2 separate regions of the Hordeum vulgare genome follow, and region 2 is linked to region 1. The links are chromatin contacts, called in public Hi-C maps. All regions are on one chromosome and are shown on one strand. The core of a region is the stretch at or near the end of the contact, and the rest is flanking DNA. Distances in the headings are between cores, read along the strand shown. Region 1 holds the start of LOC123445666 (rop guanine nucleotide exchange factor 7-like). Region 2 holds the start of LOC123415194 (DNA replication complex GINS protein PSF1).

What was found. Hi-C and Micro-C count contacts between places; a contact is called where the count stands out from the background.
Region 2: a contact with region 1 is called in a Hi-C map of seedling, with 3 times the contacts expected there. The contact joins the promoter of LOC123415194 here to the promoter of LOC123445666 in region 1. A contact is called at or near these places in 1 of 6 Hi-C or Micro-C datasets (seedling) and 1 of 1 datasets of contacts at active chromatin or transcription factors (embryo).

What each region holds. Positions count from the first base shown.
Region 1 is chr1H:464,679,428-464,687,253 of MorexV3_pseudomolecules_assembly, reverse strand. LOC123445666 (rop guanine nucleotide exchange factor 7-like) reads left to right here and starts at 3,341. Exons shown (of 7, transcript XM_045122689.1): 1 at 3,341-3,864; 2 at 3,982-4,098; 3 at 4,220-4,374; 4 at 5,198-5,272; 5 at 5,359-5,649; 6 at 5,715-6,059; 7 at 6,148-6,865. The coding sequence starts at 3,582. The coding sequence ends at 6,576.
Region 2 is chr1H:464,965,917-464,973,742 of MorexV3_pseudomolecules_assembly, reverse strand. It overlaps LOC123415194 (DNA replication complex GINS protein PSF1), which reads left to right and starts at 3,437. Exons shown (of 7, transcript XM_045106715.1): 1 at 3,437-3,802; 2 at 4,572-4,639; 3 at 4,829-4,942; 4 at 5,062-5,224; 5 at 5,300-5,446; 6 at 5,523-5,572; 7 at 5,989-6,358. The coding sequence starts at 3,464. The coding sequence ends at 5,549.

The DNA of each region.
Region 1 (7,826 bases), core at 2,092-4,591:
ATGTAGGGAGTATTGGAGTACTTAACAAAAATCGATGATTTTACGATGCGTAGGGGCTTCCGACGAGTTTCGCTCTCCTTGTAATATAAGTTTTCGACGCCGCTTTCGTGGGGCAGCCGTGTGGGGGCGGGGCAGCAGCTAGCGACACGGATGGTATTTCTCGTGCGCCGCAAAAGGACATAGCGCCGCGCCAGCCAAGTCAAACCGCGGGCGCTTTTTCACCCTCACGTTTTGTTCTGCTAGATGCATTCGATCTATCTACTGCATCAATCTTTTTTCTCTCCCTCTGTGTTTACAAACTCAGAATTTGAAATGTTGCTTATATGCATATTGAGTGGGAAGCGCTACAGCGCAACATTGGGGAAATTTTCTACATGGTACACTGTTATCAAACTGCCCGCAACTGTCTGAACCGTACGGTCCGAACATTGTTTGTTATATGCATCAGTATTTTCTACCGTAAATTGAATGCAAATGTGAATAGCTTTACGGGCGTCCACACCATCGATGTGTGTACTTGTGACCATCCTGACCCGCCAAAAAACCCGCCCTTGCTCGCAAGCGCTTTTCGTCCGAAATTGCCAACGCCGCTCCAAAGCGTGAGTGCTACATTCATGTCCGGTCAAAGCAGATGTGTCTCTCATTGACGACTGTTCAATGTTCAAACGACACCATGACCATCCGTTCGTCCGTCTGCCATCCATATTAATAACACACGATTGTCGGGGAACCTACTCTCGCGACAACCGCTCGTCTGTAGGCCGCCCACCCTTCCATTCACCCGCTATATAAACTCCAACCCCGGCCATAGTCGGCAGTCATCCTCCTTCGGCCTTTTTCTCCTCTTCACACCATTTCCACAATGGCCTCCTCGTGCACCAAAGCTCTCTCGGACGTACTGTCACCGAAGCAGAAGTAGGAGATGGCCGCCATTGCTGCCAGCTGGGAGGCCGGCACACAGCAGGAGGCCGAGGATGTCCCAATGGTGGACGCAGCCAAGGGTGAGCCTGCACCATCCTCCTCATCGGTGTCACCCTTTCCGGTGGATTGCACCATGATCATCGACGAGGCTCGTGCCCACTATATGGACATGGTACCGGATGAGCGGGAGGAGTGGTTCCGGGAGGCGCAGGGCGACGCGGCCTTCAACCTCTAGCTCCTTGAGGAGCACCTACAGACGGATGAGCGGCTCGTCGCCGGTAGGGCGATCACGCCAGATGTGGACGTGGCAGAGCAGGTGGCGTTGCTCGAATCTTACCGCTCTGCCCGTGAGATCTGCCTCCACCGCTAGCAGTACCGCTAGCGTCAGGCAAAACTGGAGACCACCTACAAGAAGTTCAACGAGGGGCGGGTGAGGTGTGGGGCAAGAGCGACGACAAGGAAGACATCGTCGGATCCACCAAGGTCGCGCCCCGCCGCCACGACTACGAAGTTGGCATGTCCGCGGGTAGCACCGTCAAGGAAGATAGTGCATGGTATATCGCCCTCGCTCGGGTCTCAGGAAGGCCACGACTCTTCCCCTCGACCTAAAGTCAAGCTTGGTCGGTTGACAATCGCCGTCCAATTAGCCGCTCAAGCTGCAATGAGAGAGGTTGTAGAGACACAGCTGGAGAGCGCTGAGGCAGAACTCGAGAAGGCGAAGGCAAGTGTTGGAGCTTCAGTTTTGGGGGCTCATGCCGAGACATGGGGAACGGATGTCGGCGATCGTTTATATTAGGAAATTATACATCCGGAGTAGAACAAGTTCCGCTTTTAGATGAGGTATCGAAATGTAATGAATTTTGTCTGGTTTATGTGAAATCCGTTGTGTTTGAATCTCTTTCTGTTTATATGAAAATATTTCTTGTTTGTATGAATTTTATCCGGTTTGTTAAAAAAGTGTTTCAAATGTATACACACAGCGTTGGATGGTGGCCTCCAATATCAATGTCCGCGGACTGCCCCCCTATCCATGGACAGATGTCGAAGAAAATTTACGGGTAAGCGTCGAAGAAGCCCTAACACAACAAACAATATTAGAGTTGTTGTGAGCATTGTGCAAGGACATTGTGTTTTTTATTCCAACAAAAATAACTACATTGTATTTTTACAAAAAAAACATTTTCTTTAATTTACAGTATACCTTCAATATAATCATTTTATAACTTAGTATTCTGATTTTGGGTTTACCAATATTCTTCGGGTGATTTAAAGATATGAGAAACTTTTTTGGAAGAATATTAATTTGGGAAAGGCGTGGAAATATATAAGTTCCATGTCTATTTTCAACATTGTCAACCCAATCTTAAATCTAGGATGTAAACGAGTAGTTTTTTGTCTGTTTATCATTTGATCGACCCTCTCCCCCTCCTCCGCCCCCTCCACCCCGTCCCACGACATTCGACTTATGACCCGTCATTCCATCTAACCTCCTACCCTGATTCTCGTGGAAATCCATACCCTAACCGCTACCCTTTCACCTAGCCTCGGCACGGCGTCTGTGTGTCCCATCTTGCATCCTGTTGTCCAGCCACACCTCTCGCGATGTCGCCACCTTGGCATCGTCACAGATTTCATCTCCGGCAACGTCCTCACGTTGGCGTTGGATCCGACTAGCAGCCATTTGTTATCTTTTTGAGTGTTTCCAAATTGGAAAGCATTATTGTTAGCATCACCGTTCCTATAATTATAATCTCCCTGCATGCGATGCACCAAGTTGCCCATCCTTACAGTGCGGAGATAAGATATGTGCTTATGGTGTTTGTATTCTCTTCACCCTTTATGTTAAGTCAATAAAATTCACCATTTATCAAAAAAAAAAAAAAAAGCGCTGCACGGTGGTGTAACATGTGAAGTGATGAACACCACTTGTGCGCGTCTCCCACCAATAAACAAAGAAATTGACCGTTTGATCATCATGCTCAACGCCACTAAACAACCAAAGCCAACCGAGGAAGAGCAACGAGGAATCATCATCAAACCAAACGGCCGGCGCTCTAGACCGATTTCTGCACCCCTAACGTGCGGATCCTGCAACCAATTTTTTGTATCCACCTTCCCTCCCTCCCTCCCTCCCTCCCACCCACATGCACGCCCAGACCAGCACTCGACAGCGCGCAACGGCAAAAGAAGGCGATGGCAGAGAGAGAGAGATAGGAGTACGTACGTAGAGAGAAAGCCGCCAGCCAAGACGACGGGCGGACCACCGTCGGGCGAGCGTAGCTGCCACGGCGGCCTTTGTTTTGTTGCTCTCACAGCCTCACTCACCCACTCCCACAGGCTCACTGACCGTCCCTGCCGCCCGCACCGAGAATCCCACCAAAACAACTCAAAACCCCAACGGTCACTCCTCCTCCCTCCCTCCCTCCCACCGCTGGCCTTCTTTCTTCCTTCCTTTCACCTCTTTTAAGCCTTTATACTCCCCGCCTCCCTCGCCGTCTCATGCAATTACCCCGCAACAACACGGCCCTGCTCTGCTCCGCTCCGCTCCGCCCGAGACGCCACCAATCCCTTACGTCGCGCGTCAGTACGTACCATCGGCATAGTAGGAGGAGCAGCCGCCGTCGTAGCAGCCGCATATAGCGCTCCTCGTAAGAGTAACGATGGCGAGAGGCGGGGGAGCCGCGGCCGAGGAGGAAGAGGAGGAGGAGGAGGAGATGGCCGTGAGCGAGACGCTGACGGCGGAGTCCGAGGAGTGCCGCCGCGGGAGCAGCTCCAGCGCCAGCTCCGTGGCCGCCTCCAGCGAGTCCTACTGCCCGCCCGACGAGTGGCAGCAGGTCGCCATCAAGACCTGCGTCACCGACGACGCCGCGGCCAAGCCGCCCGCGCCCGCGCCGGCGCCCGGCAAGGAGAACCCGCCGGGCGCCGAGAGGCACAGAGCCCCAGGTGAGCACACGGCAGATTCCTTGCTTGCTTTCGTAGTAGTAGGACTAGTAAATATAGTTAAGGTCGATCCAGAACGGCCTCGTTGGCCGTGCCGCTGACGAATCTGGCTGGCCGCAGAGGTGGAGCTGATGAAGGAGAGGTTCTCCAAGCTGCTGCTGGGCGAGGACATGTCCGGCAGCGGCAAGGGCGTCTGCACCGCGCTCGCCATCTCCAACGCCATCACCAACCTCTGCGGTGAGCAAACTCTGTCTTCTCTGTCCGGGAGCGGCAAGGGCGTCTGCCCGGTTCGCTGTACGGTGTCATTAGCGGAGAGATGGTGGGCAAGGTAAATTCTGACGCGCTGGTCGGGCTGCAGCGACGATATTCGGGCAGCTCTGGAGGCTGGAGCCGCTGCTGCCGGAGAAGAAGGCGATGTGGCGGCGGGAGATGGACTGGCTGCTCTGCGTCAGCGACCACATCGTCGAGCTGGTGCCCACATGGCAGACGTTCCCCGACGGGACAAGGCTTGAGGTAACTGAAAACTAACTGAACCGCAACAATCCTACTCATGTCAAATTAACCATCCTTTGCGGTGGATGTTTCATTACAGTAGGATGATTTCAATGAGTAAAATCTATCGATCTTAATGAGCTAACACCACTTTGTGGAAAATGGAATTGCTTTTACAAGTTCCACATACGAAAAATAATGACAGTAGAAAACTAGAAATCAGTAGTGCTCCAAGGTGTCGTTGTTGTTCATGAGCAAGTACAGAGTTAATTTGGGTTCTACGGACGCCCTAATGAAGCGCAAATCCAATGTTGATTCGAATTTAACTTGGACATGGACCACTCGAAATAGCCTTTAAGTATGCTCCGACGTGCTTAGCCGTTTGGTACCTAATCTCGTTTATTGTAAGAACGGTTGGGCGGGGTTGCGTTTTTGAGGTCCAAAGAGTAAAGGCCACATGAATGTGCTGTCCGTTTGGTCATTCACTTTTGCGCGTTTCATCAAATTTCAAATATACTCTTATTGTGAGTACCAATTGCATCCAGTTACTGCTACTTACCTACCAAGATGTGCACTAAAGATCAAACTTATGTGCCCAGTGTTCGCTACTAATTAATTTCATCATGAACACAATAAATGATTGCCCTGAACTTAACATGGCGATAAATACCGAAGTTGGTACCCTAAGATAGAACACGGGTTCAGAAATGTTACTGAGTGTAGAATATCTTATTCCTTTATATGGACTATATACCTTGAAGACATATTACAGCTCGTACTTTTACCTGAAAAACAGTCCCTTTTAGTGAACTGCTTGGCACTTACGGCAGATTCCCTATTTCAGATCATGACGAGCAGGCCGCGATCCGATCTGTACATCAATCTGCCGGCGCTACGGAAGCTAGACCACATGCTTCTTGTGAGTTCAACCAGAAAAGAAATCGTTGATTCTTCTGACGACGAACTGGGAAGCATCGTTCTGACGGAACCCCTCTCTGCTGGCAGGAAACGCTGGAGAGTTTCAGAGACACCGAGTTTTGGTACGTGGACCAGGGGATATGCGCGCCGGACTGCGACGGCTCGGCCTCGTTCAGGAGGCCGGCCCACCGCCGTGACGAGAAGTGGTGGTTGCCGGTGCCCCGCCTGCCCCCCGGCGGCCTCCGCGACGCCACCAGGAGGCAGCTGGAGCACAAGCGCGACGCCGCCAACCAGATCCTCAAGGCCGCCATGGCCATCAACAGCAACGCCCTCGCCGAAATGGACGTCCCCGACTCGTATCACGACTCGCTGCCAAAGGTGCGCGCACGCTACTTTCTTGATTCTGACTTGCGTCTTCTGACGAACATTTGGGGGGGGCTCAGAACGGGCGTGCGACGCTGGGGGACATCATATACCGCTACATCACGTCGGAGCAGTTCTCCCCCGACTGCCTCCTCGACTGCCTGGACCTGTCGTCGGAGTACCAGGCCGTGGAGATCGCCAACCGCGTCGAGGCCGCCATCTACGTGTGGCGCCGGCGGGGCGCCGCGGCCAAGTCGGTGGGCACCAAATCGTCGTGGGGCATGGTCAAGGACATGATCATGGACACGGAGAAGAGAGGCGACCTTCTCGCCGACCGCGCCGAGGGCCTCCTCATATCCCTGAAGCAGAGGTTCCCCGGGCTGACGCAGACGAGCTTGGACATGAGCAAGATTCAGTACAACAAGGTTTGCCAATAGCTGCAACATAAATCTCGTTCGTTCAGTTGCTAAAAGTTGACGAACTGACAGCAACATATGTTACTACTTTGATCAGGATGTGGGGAAATCGATCCTGGAGGGCTACTCCCGGGTTCTGGAGAGCCTGGCCTCCAACATCATCGCGCGGATCGACGACCTGCTCTACGTGGACGAGCTGAGCAAGCGGACGGATCAGAAGCTCCCGGCCGGCGTGGCCGACGACGGCAAGATCGCTTGCAACAAGAACAAAAAGGCTGCTGCCATGGCGCCGTCGCCGGCGTACCCGGTGCCCGTCTCGGGCACGCCGTACGTCACGCCGAGCTTCTCGCCGGCGCAGCTGTCGAGCCCGTCCAAGATCGGGAGGGCGCTGCTGGTCGACAGGCGGGCGCACCACGGCAGGGCCTCCAAGAGGTCCGCGCTGGCGGACCACGCCGGCGGCCCGGAGGTCAAGGGGATGCTGGTGAGCAGCGCCGTGTTCGACGCCCCGTTGGACACGGAGCTGTGAGCGGTCGATTGGCGTATGGCGGCATGTAATGTCCATGTGCTGTGCATACTTCACCATGTCATGTGTGCCTGGTTTCTGCTGGTGTAGTGGGTGCCGGAGGGCGATTTGGTTGGCCGTTCGCCGCCCTCGGTTTGTAGTAATGTTTTGGCACTTGCCTCGGAGTGCCTCCGCGTAGACGTTAGGCGTGCCGTGTCGGGAGTGTGTGATGTTCAATCAGTTGACCAGAGAACTCCGTGTTTCTGCAAATGAAGGGGCATCGAGAAAGGAAGATTTTTTTTTCCAGATCAAAGCGGCGTCGCGGGCTACACAATCGAAAAATCAATGTTTTTTTAGAAAACGTTTATACACAGCGCGCCGGCCGAACCGTTTCGGTCGGACGCACCGTGTTCGTCCGATCTGGACGGATCGCGCGCGTCCCCTCCCCCCGCGCAGGCGCCGTCGTCGTGTGCTTCCCTTCTGCGCAAGTCGCCATCGTCCCCTCCCCCCGCGCAGGCGCCGCCGTCGCATGCTTCTCCTCTGTGCATGTCGCCGTGGCCCCTCCCCCGCAGGCACCGCCGCACGCCCTCGTACCCTTCGCTGGCGCTACTGCAAAACCACCATCGCCGGTGCTCGGGCCGAGCCACAGGGGAGATGACATGGCTGCCTCCTGCCATGGACTGATCTGTGTGTATTCATGTATTAAAAAAAGCTACAAGCGGTGTACAAAAAGCTTCAAACGGCATAAAAAAGCTTCAACCGTTGATAAAAGAAGTTACAACCACGTCTATGGGAGTTGCAACCAAACTTCGCCGGAGTTTTGTAGCCGGAGTTGCAACCATGATGAAAAAATGTTGCAACCATTATACAAATTTGATACATCAGCCATTCTTTTTTGTTGCAACCTATTGTTTTTTTGCTACAACCGTTGACATGGACGAGTTGCAACCATGCTGGAAAATGCTGCAATCATTATACAAATTTGCTACATCAGTCATTTTTTGTTGTTGCAACTGTATTGTGTTTTTGCTACAACCGTTGACATGAGCGAGTTGCAACCATGATGGGAAATGCTGCAACCATTATACAATTTTGCTACATTTGTCGTTCTGTTTTGTTGCAACCGTGTTGTTTTTTTACAAGGGCTTGCAACTATGAGCGCACTCGGTTGCCCTTCGCCGAACTCCTGGATCAGGAGGCGACACTGTCGAGTGGTATGCTTTGGATATATGGGGCTGCCCTCTTCGTCCATCTTCGTATGAACCGGGCATGGC
Region 2 (7,826 bases), core at 2,188-4,687, 290 kb before region 1:
CATAGTAATTTCTCCACAGAAGTTTTGTCTTAGACATATATATGCCAACTTCCTATCATCTGATTTTATAGGGGAGGAACTCAAGAAGCACTTAGATCAGGCTGCATATTCCTTCACTAAGCATGGTCATGATAAAGGATGAAAAATGTGAAGAGAGAAAGTTATGAGGCTTGTCAGTGGTTGTCTCAGATACCATACCATACATGGGCAAGATACAAAATGGATAGATTTTGCAAAACTGACCTAGTTGTAAACAACCTTAGTGAAGTTTTCAACATGATGATATTGGATGTTAGGAACAAGCCAATCAGTACTATGTTGGAGGGCATAAGAACAAAGTTGATGATCAAGTTTCAGAAAATCAAAGAGAAAACAAAAACTTGCAGATGGGAGATCACACCAACATACTCAGAAATCTTAGAAGAAGGCAAGAAATGGGCTAAGTATTGTGAAGCATATATGGCAGGTCCAGGCATCTCACAAGTTACTAGTAGTTCTGATAACACATATTGTATTAACTTGAACAACCATTCCCGTGACTATAGGAGGTGGGACATGACAGCTGTGCCTTGCAGTCATGCCATTGATGCAATGCAGAAAGTGAAGCTACATCCTGAAGACTTTGTCAATGATTTCTTCAAAAAGCCCATGTACTATGAAACATACAAGCATATAATTTTCCCAGTTCCAGGTCCCGACCACTGGCCTCATACACGTGGAGATGACATATCTCCACCAGTGTTCAAAGAAAAGAAGGGAAAAAAGCAAACTGCTAGGAGGAAAGGTATATTTGAGGTGCCAACCAAAAAGGACATATCCAAAATTGGTACTATGACATGTAGCAACTGCAAGAAGCAAGGGCATAGGTTCAACAATTGTGGTGACCCTTTGAAGCCTAAGTTTCAGATGAGGATGAAAAAGCACCTGGTAATTTGTGGCCATTGTTTCATGCCATTTTGTAGGAGAACAGAACAAATTACTCTAAAGTTGGTTCTTCTATGGCTGCAAATGTTCAGAGGCCTTCTTCTACACCTGCACCAGCTCTATTGCCTTCTTCTAGGGCAAATAAAAGGGTTGCTTCAACTTGCCGAGCAGCAGCAGCAGAAGGAGTAGCAACAGCAGCAGTAGCAGCACCAGCTAAGAGGACTAGGTCTAACACTTCTGCAGCAGCAGCAACAACAACAACATCACCAACACCAGCACCAGCACCAGCTAAAAAGAAAAGAACCAACACTTCTTCTCCTGCTAAGAACACCAGGTCATCTAAAACTTCTCCAACTTTTCCTTGCTGCCATGCCCATCTTTCGGTAGCTCACTAACAACTTGCTCAAGCTTTGTCTTCTCCTTCTTAAGAAGATCTCTGTCGAGTTCAACATCCTTCATAGCCTTCCTGGTGTTCTTGATAATGGCATCTTGGCTATGCAAAATGCACGTGTGCTCCTTTGCAAGTTTAAGTTTTCCATCTACACCTCAAACCTAGTTTTCTCCTCCACCTCCTCCTTCTTCTTCTCAAAGTGTCCTTCCATCTACACTGCAACATCATCCATTTGCTTCTGGTTCATCTTCCCATCCACCTTCCCATCCTGCCAATCAAACATTTTTGATACATCTTCAACAAGCTTGCAACACTCCATGGAAAGCTTGTCATTTTCAGTCTTGAGCTTGGCCAACTCCTTCTCAAACTTCTCCTTGTCAAGTACCCTTCCACAGTTCTCTTCATGGAACATTTCCCATAGCTTGTCCAAACATCTCTGAAGAACAGGAGGCCAAGGCCCATGGACCTACTCTACAACACCACGATTCACACCATTTTCTTGCATTTGTATATAATATTAGTTATTACAATGCCATCATTAACTTCAATTTTTCTGAACATAACTGAAATATGATAAGTTATTGCAATGCCATAACTGAAACAGGAGGCCAAATTTTCTGAACATAACTTCAAAAATTTCTGAACGTAACAAGTTACAGTGTCATATCATGTGCTACACTGAATATACATATGTAACACACCAAAATTGACATCTAACCTGGACTGGGCAGCAATAGAAACGTCTTTGCCTTCAAAAGCCACACATTTAAGAGGCCTCATGTGGTGCAGAATGCATTTGGGTTCAGATAGCTCAAGTTGGCCACAGAAAAGGGGCTCCACAATGGTGTCTGGTGCCTCCTACAACCATAAAATCACAAACAACAATGCTTTCAACCAACAATATACTTGAACATTCGAATTTATCCATAACACTATATAAGTCCACAAATCAGCAAGAACCCTAACTAAGCTAAATCCTACAACCAAGCCCCACCCTCCCTAAACAATATCCATGCCATTTATCCCTAACCCTAACCCTAGGTGACAAGGAACAAAGCAATATCCATGGCATTTATCCCTAACACTAACCCTGGGTGGCAAGGAACAAACTTACCAGGAGTCCCATGTCCATGCTCACGACCTGGCAGTCATCGTCGGAGCTCATTTCCCCGTCGTTCCAGGAAGGCATGGCAAGGAGGTCGACGCCGGCAGCTCTCGGAGACGGCGAGCGGCGACGAGCTTGTATTGGAGCAGGGGAGTGGGAGCGGGGAGTGAGCCGGCACGGGACCGAGCCAACGACCTGATGTTTTTATTAGGTTCCGACCGGACCGGTCGGCGTAACGGCCGCACTGTCCCCGCGCTGGGCTAGGTGGCCCGACCGGTGGGCCCAACCCGTGAGGAAAGCGGTTAAATCGCTAGTCACTCACGATTTGGGTTTTTCGAAACAGCGAACCACGCGTTTAGTAGTTCTATGGAAAAATTTGAAATCCGATAGTTTTTTGGAACCATAGCCCGTAAACTAGTAGTTTTATGTTATTTACTCCTTTTGGCGCTGATATTACATATATGTTGATTTCTTGCTTTGTCATGTAAAAGTATTTTGTAATAGGGCTAAACTAGTTGTACTTTGCTTGTTTGATTATGTGGCTCGTATCTTAGGCTGTCCATCGAGGTTTGTGTATGTTGAATCTGGTTTGCCTTTGCCTTGGCTTCAATAAAGTTGATGCTGGGGTGAAACCCCTCTCATTTAAAAAAAAAGATCACTACTGTTTTAGGAGAGAGGGTTTGCATCTGGTTTGCCTTTGCCTTGGCTTCAATAAAGTGGTATCTTATTCTTGCATTACTCATGCTCATCGACCCTGTAATAATGTCAGCCACGATTTGGCTAATTTTGGTAGAATGCATTGCCGAACCACTGATATATGGTGAATGCAACACTTTGTTTTTTGAGTAATGCAAGTCCTATTCGTAAGAAAGAAAAAAAACAGGTCGCAAACGCGTGCATGGAGACTGTGACCGTTACCGAGTTTTGGCCGATCGTGCGGCATAAAACATTACGCTTGAAAATAAGGGTGTGGTTGTGTATGCGCACAAATGAGGAACGTCACGCCTCTGCCTGTGGTAGCGCCCCAAACAAAGCACGCTCCTATGATCCTCACCCTGCTCTGCTCTCCCGCCTACCAAAGCGAGTCCACGAAATTTTTCCCGCGCGACGACACCAAATTCCCCTTCCCCCCACCGCCCGCGCCTCTCGTCCGGCCGATACCACTAGACAAACGCCCACCGCGCGCGATCTGCCGTCCCTGCCGGTCCCAGGCTCCAAGCAGTGACAGATCCGGCCCTGTCCTCGAGCGACGTTCCGTCGAACAGGTCGCGCGCGGCGGCGGGAGGGCTGGAGGGAGGGGGAGCAGGATGTACGCGAGGCGCGCGTCGCAGCTGCTGAAGGAGCTCGACGCCTGCGAGCCCGGCCAGCTCGTCGTTTTCAACGTAATTCTTCGTCTCTTTACCCCATACGCGCTCGCAGTCCCTGGTCCCTGCTCGCCGGTTCGGAATCTGAGCCCGCGGGGCTCCGGATTGCCTTGATGCATCTGTTTTTTGGGGCCAATTTGTCCAATCTGGTTTCGTTAGGCGTCTGTATATGTATGTGAGAAATTGGATCTATGGCCTGTCTATTTTACTGCCTTATGGGAATTGTTATCTTCTAGCATCCTATGCGGTTTGTGTGCCAGCATGTGTTTCCTCCTAAGTCGTCAGGGTCTCCAGATAAATCTTAGGGTTCTGCATCCTTGTTACTCCATTAAAGCGGATTTTTGTCTGTGTCGACTTTGTATGAGAGTAATTGTATTTTGGAAACCATGTACTCTACTGTTACTACCAGTACTACTATTTATAAGCAAGTGTTATGTACCGGCACCTGAACTGCATACAGCCGCAGAACAATTCTTAGTGATTGGTCTGGCTAACATCTGGTTACTCTGAAGTGCTTCGCGCCACTCTCCTCCTGTAATTGTGTGAGCCAACACATACTGGCTAAACTGTAAGGTTCATGATACCGAATTCCATGATATTGCTGTTAAAGCATTCATTACTTATGTGGACGATAAATCATACCACCAATGGTCTTTAGGCGAAACTCAGGCAGTAGCTGCAGCACTGTATCATATTCTTGTACTGATTGGGCAGTTTGATTATGCTAGCTGCAGTTTCATTTGTCTATTACGCTGATCCCTAACTTGTTGTCTTATGAAATTTGCAGAGCGATGTATTTGATCAGGTCATTAGAGAGTGCGGTGAGCACAATGCACAGTTTCAGGCATTGATCAGGTAACTTGCATCCTATTAGAATGTTGATTGTGCTCATGTAACCTCGACTTATGAGTAAACTGATTGATTTCACCATTTCATCAGCAAAGTAAACGATCTGCATTGAATCAACAGCACCCTTAGTTGCTGTCCTCACATCACAGTGTACAGACTATTCAAATGCCTGATTTGCCTTTTTGCTTGTGACAGAAAAATGGTGGAGCAAAACTTAGACATTGAAACAACAAGAAACGAAGACCACTATGGTGCAGCTATTCACCATCTCTCGCTGCTCCGCAACAAAAGATGCCTTATGGCTTACATGTATACTACTCAAATCTCACAATGGATTCTCTCTTTCTCCCTCCCCCTTTAATGCTGATTATACATATGCTTATCCCGCTTTTGGGTGTACACTAGCTGAAAGCATTGTATCCAACTAGGTACAACCGAGCAGAAACTATTCGGAGTTTTAGATGGAAAATTGGTCCTGTGCTTCCTCATGAAATACAAGAAAAGCTCAATTTTTCAGAAAAGGAGTACTTCAGGAGCCACTCTACAGCCATTAAGTCATATATCTCAGAGATGGATATAGATTTAACAGTGGTGTGTATATTTTCCGATTCATTTACATTTTGGGGATGAAGCATGATTACCGGACTTTCTGTACATCTTTTATAGGACATGGTACCCCCCAAAGATCCTTATATCCAGGTACGGGTGCTGGAGGACATTGGTGAAGTATCTCTTGGTGACCATTCCGTATCATTGACCAAAAACTCACTCCATTTCCTTAGGCGCACAGATGCAGAACAATTTATATCACAGGTTTGCTATCTGTTATTCTGTATTTTCCCGCTCTGAATGTTTCCAGTGCAAATAATATTCTGTTTAATTTTAATAGGGTCTCATGGAAGAATTTCTGGAGTAGCGATCACATATGGTGTAAAATAGGTATTGCTCCTCAGTCCTCACTATGATCTTGTTAGGCCTTGTATAATGCAAGGTGCTTAGGAATGTGCTTAGAAAAATAATCAGGTTTTTCTTAAGCACTGGTCCTTATTTGTACAGGATAGACGCTTAATTAGGCACCTCTCCTATAAAAATAAGCACCGCTGCTTAAGGAAAGCCTGGTTTATTTTTCTAAGCATCTCCCCTAAGCACCTTGCATTGTACAAGGCCTTAGTTAATTAAACAGCAGCATAAGCGTAGTACAGCCACCAGTGCTGGCAGCATGTCCTAGTTATGAAAAGGCTTGATGTTACTGAATACTTTTTCACTTGACATATGACTTGTACTATTAGCTACCAATTTCGAACTTGCGTTGTGCATTTTGACCTTATTTTTGAATCAATGTCTGTGAGCTGCAGATTTTAAGTACTACCCACAACATTTTCTTCGCTGCTGCTGTCTGATGGAATAAGCCCTCTTGAGGTTCTGATTGGGACTGCGAGAAAAGGAAAGAGCATATGCCATCTTCAGATGTGAAAGCACGAGGCAACACAAGGGATTGTGAACTGTGGAGCTCCAGCCTAGTTGTTAGTGATGACTTGTAGTTTTTAGATGAACGAATTAATAGTGTTGTATTATGTTGTGACTGATTTTTGTTTTTGTTTGAGGAATCGCTGTGACTGAATTTAAAACTTCGTAAAACTGTACAAGCAATTTTCCTATAATTCAGGCAGTAGAAAGATGACAAGTTCTGTTTGCTTATAATGACAATTCAATCTCAACCTTGAACTCTAAATGTTTTCTGATGAGATCAATTATTCTCATGTGTTCCTTTTTCTACAACCACAGCCTTTGACATTCTGAGTTGGAACTCTAGTTGTTTAGTCAGAGGCAACAACTCAGACCCACATCTCAATTACTATCCCAAGTGTCTTTCATCTCTTTGCCAGGAAGAAAGACTGATGCAGTACATCTTTGTGCATGAACGTTCCTGCTTTAGGAGCATATTTAAAAGTGTACTGGACATCACTTAGTTGAGATTGGCATCTTCTTTTGCTCACTGCAAGTTTCTTGAGATGCTTTTATTCAGGGCAAAACTTACACACTGGATGGGTTACCGATCTTCAAAGTTCTGCCTTGAAGCTTGCAGAAATTAATTGATGAAACAAACGCATAAGTAGTGATGTTTATATGGTTGCCTAGTGTTCACCAATTTTCACTCCTGGATTTCATGATTCTTTCATTCACGGTACACTTTAAGAATGCAGCATCATATTGTTATTCCTTGCAAGTTTCAGTTAATTTCATTTCAGCTAAAAAGCTTGATGGTTACAGAATACCTTGTTATTCCTTGCATGTTTCAGTTACTTAAACAGCAGTGCAAACGAAATACAGTGACCAGTGCTGGCAGCATGTCCTAGTTATGCAGCGTCATCTTGTTATTCCTTGCATGTTTCCATTTTTTTTAGGGGAATGTTTCCATTTATTATGTTAGCTGAAAGGCCTGGGTGTTTTAGTGCTTCTGCTATGTTTTTCCTTTGGTGTTTGGCTGCACTTTTGTGTCATTGTGATGTCTTCTTTGTAATACAAAATGACAATGTTGACTGCGTCGTTTCGAGAAGAACAAAACTGAAGCTGAATTTTTCATCATGTTGTATATCTATGCTTATGCGTGTAGACGTGATTTATTTTTTTGAACAATCACGGGGGAAGAACGTTCTCACCTGAACATATTACATAAAAAAACCCCGAAGGGCTACAGAACATCAAGGGTTAGAGCGAGAAGAAAGGAAAATGCGCCAAGAAACAACGGCCTCTCTAGTAGCAGGGTCTCTGAACCTATGAACCCAGAGAGTGAAATCAGCGATTACATTACAAATGGTAACCATGGCGGAGTGAGTCTCGGAGCGGAACACCTGAGCATTACGAGAGTCCCAGAGCTTCCACAAAATAGCAAGGGCGACAGAATGCCAGGTGTTGATGTCGAGGCCATCTGGGGTTGCGGTGTCCCATGTGTACACATGATTTATGTGATAAAGAAGCTCTGTTAAGTTCAATAGATTCGGTTGTATATATGTTTCGATGAAGTACGAGTATCGGTCCAGGACTTCTTTTACAGTGTTTGTCATGCCGAGTGTATTGCTCTGTTTCTGAAAAAGCTACTGGTATAAGGTTTCCCTTCCTGTCTATTATAATCAGTTCTGGCGTACATGCGAGGGCTGCAGGGCTATAAACCAAGCACAAACACTTTCAGAAA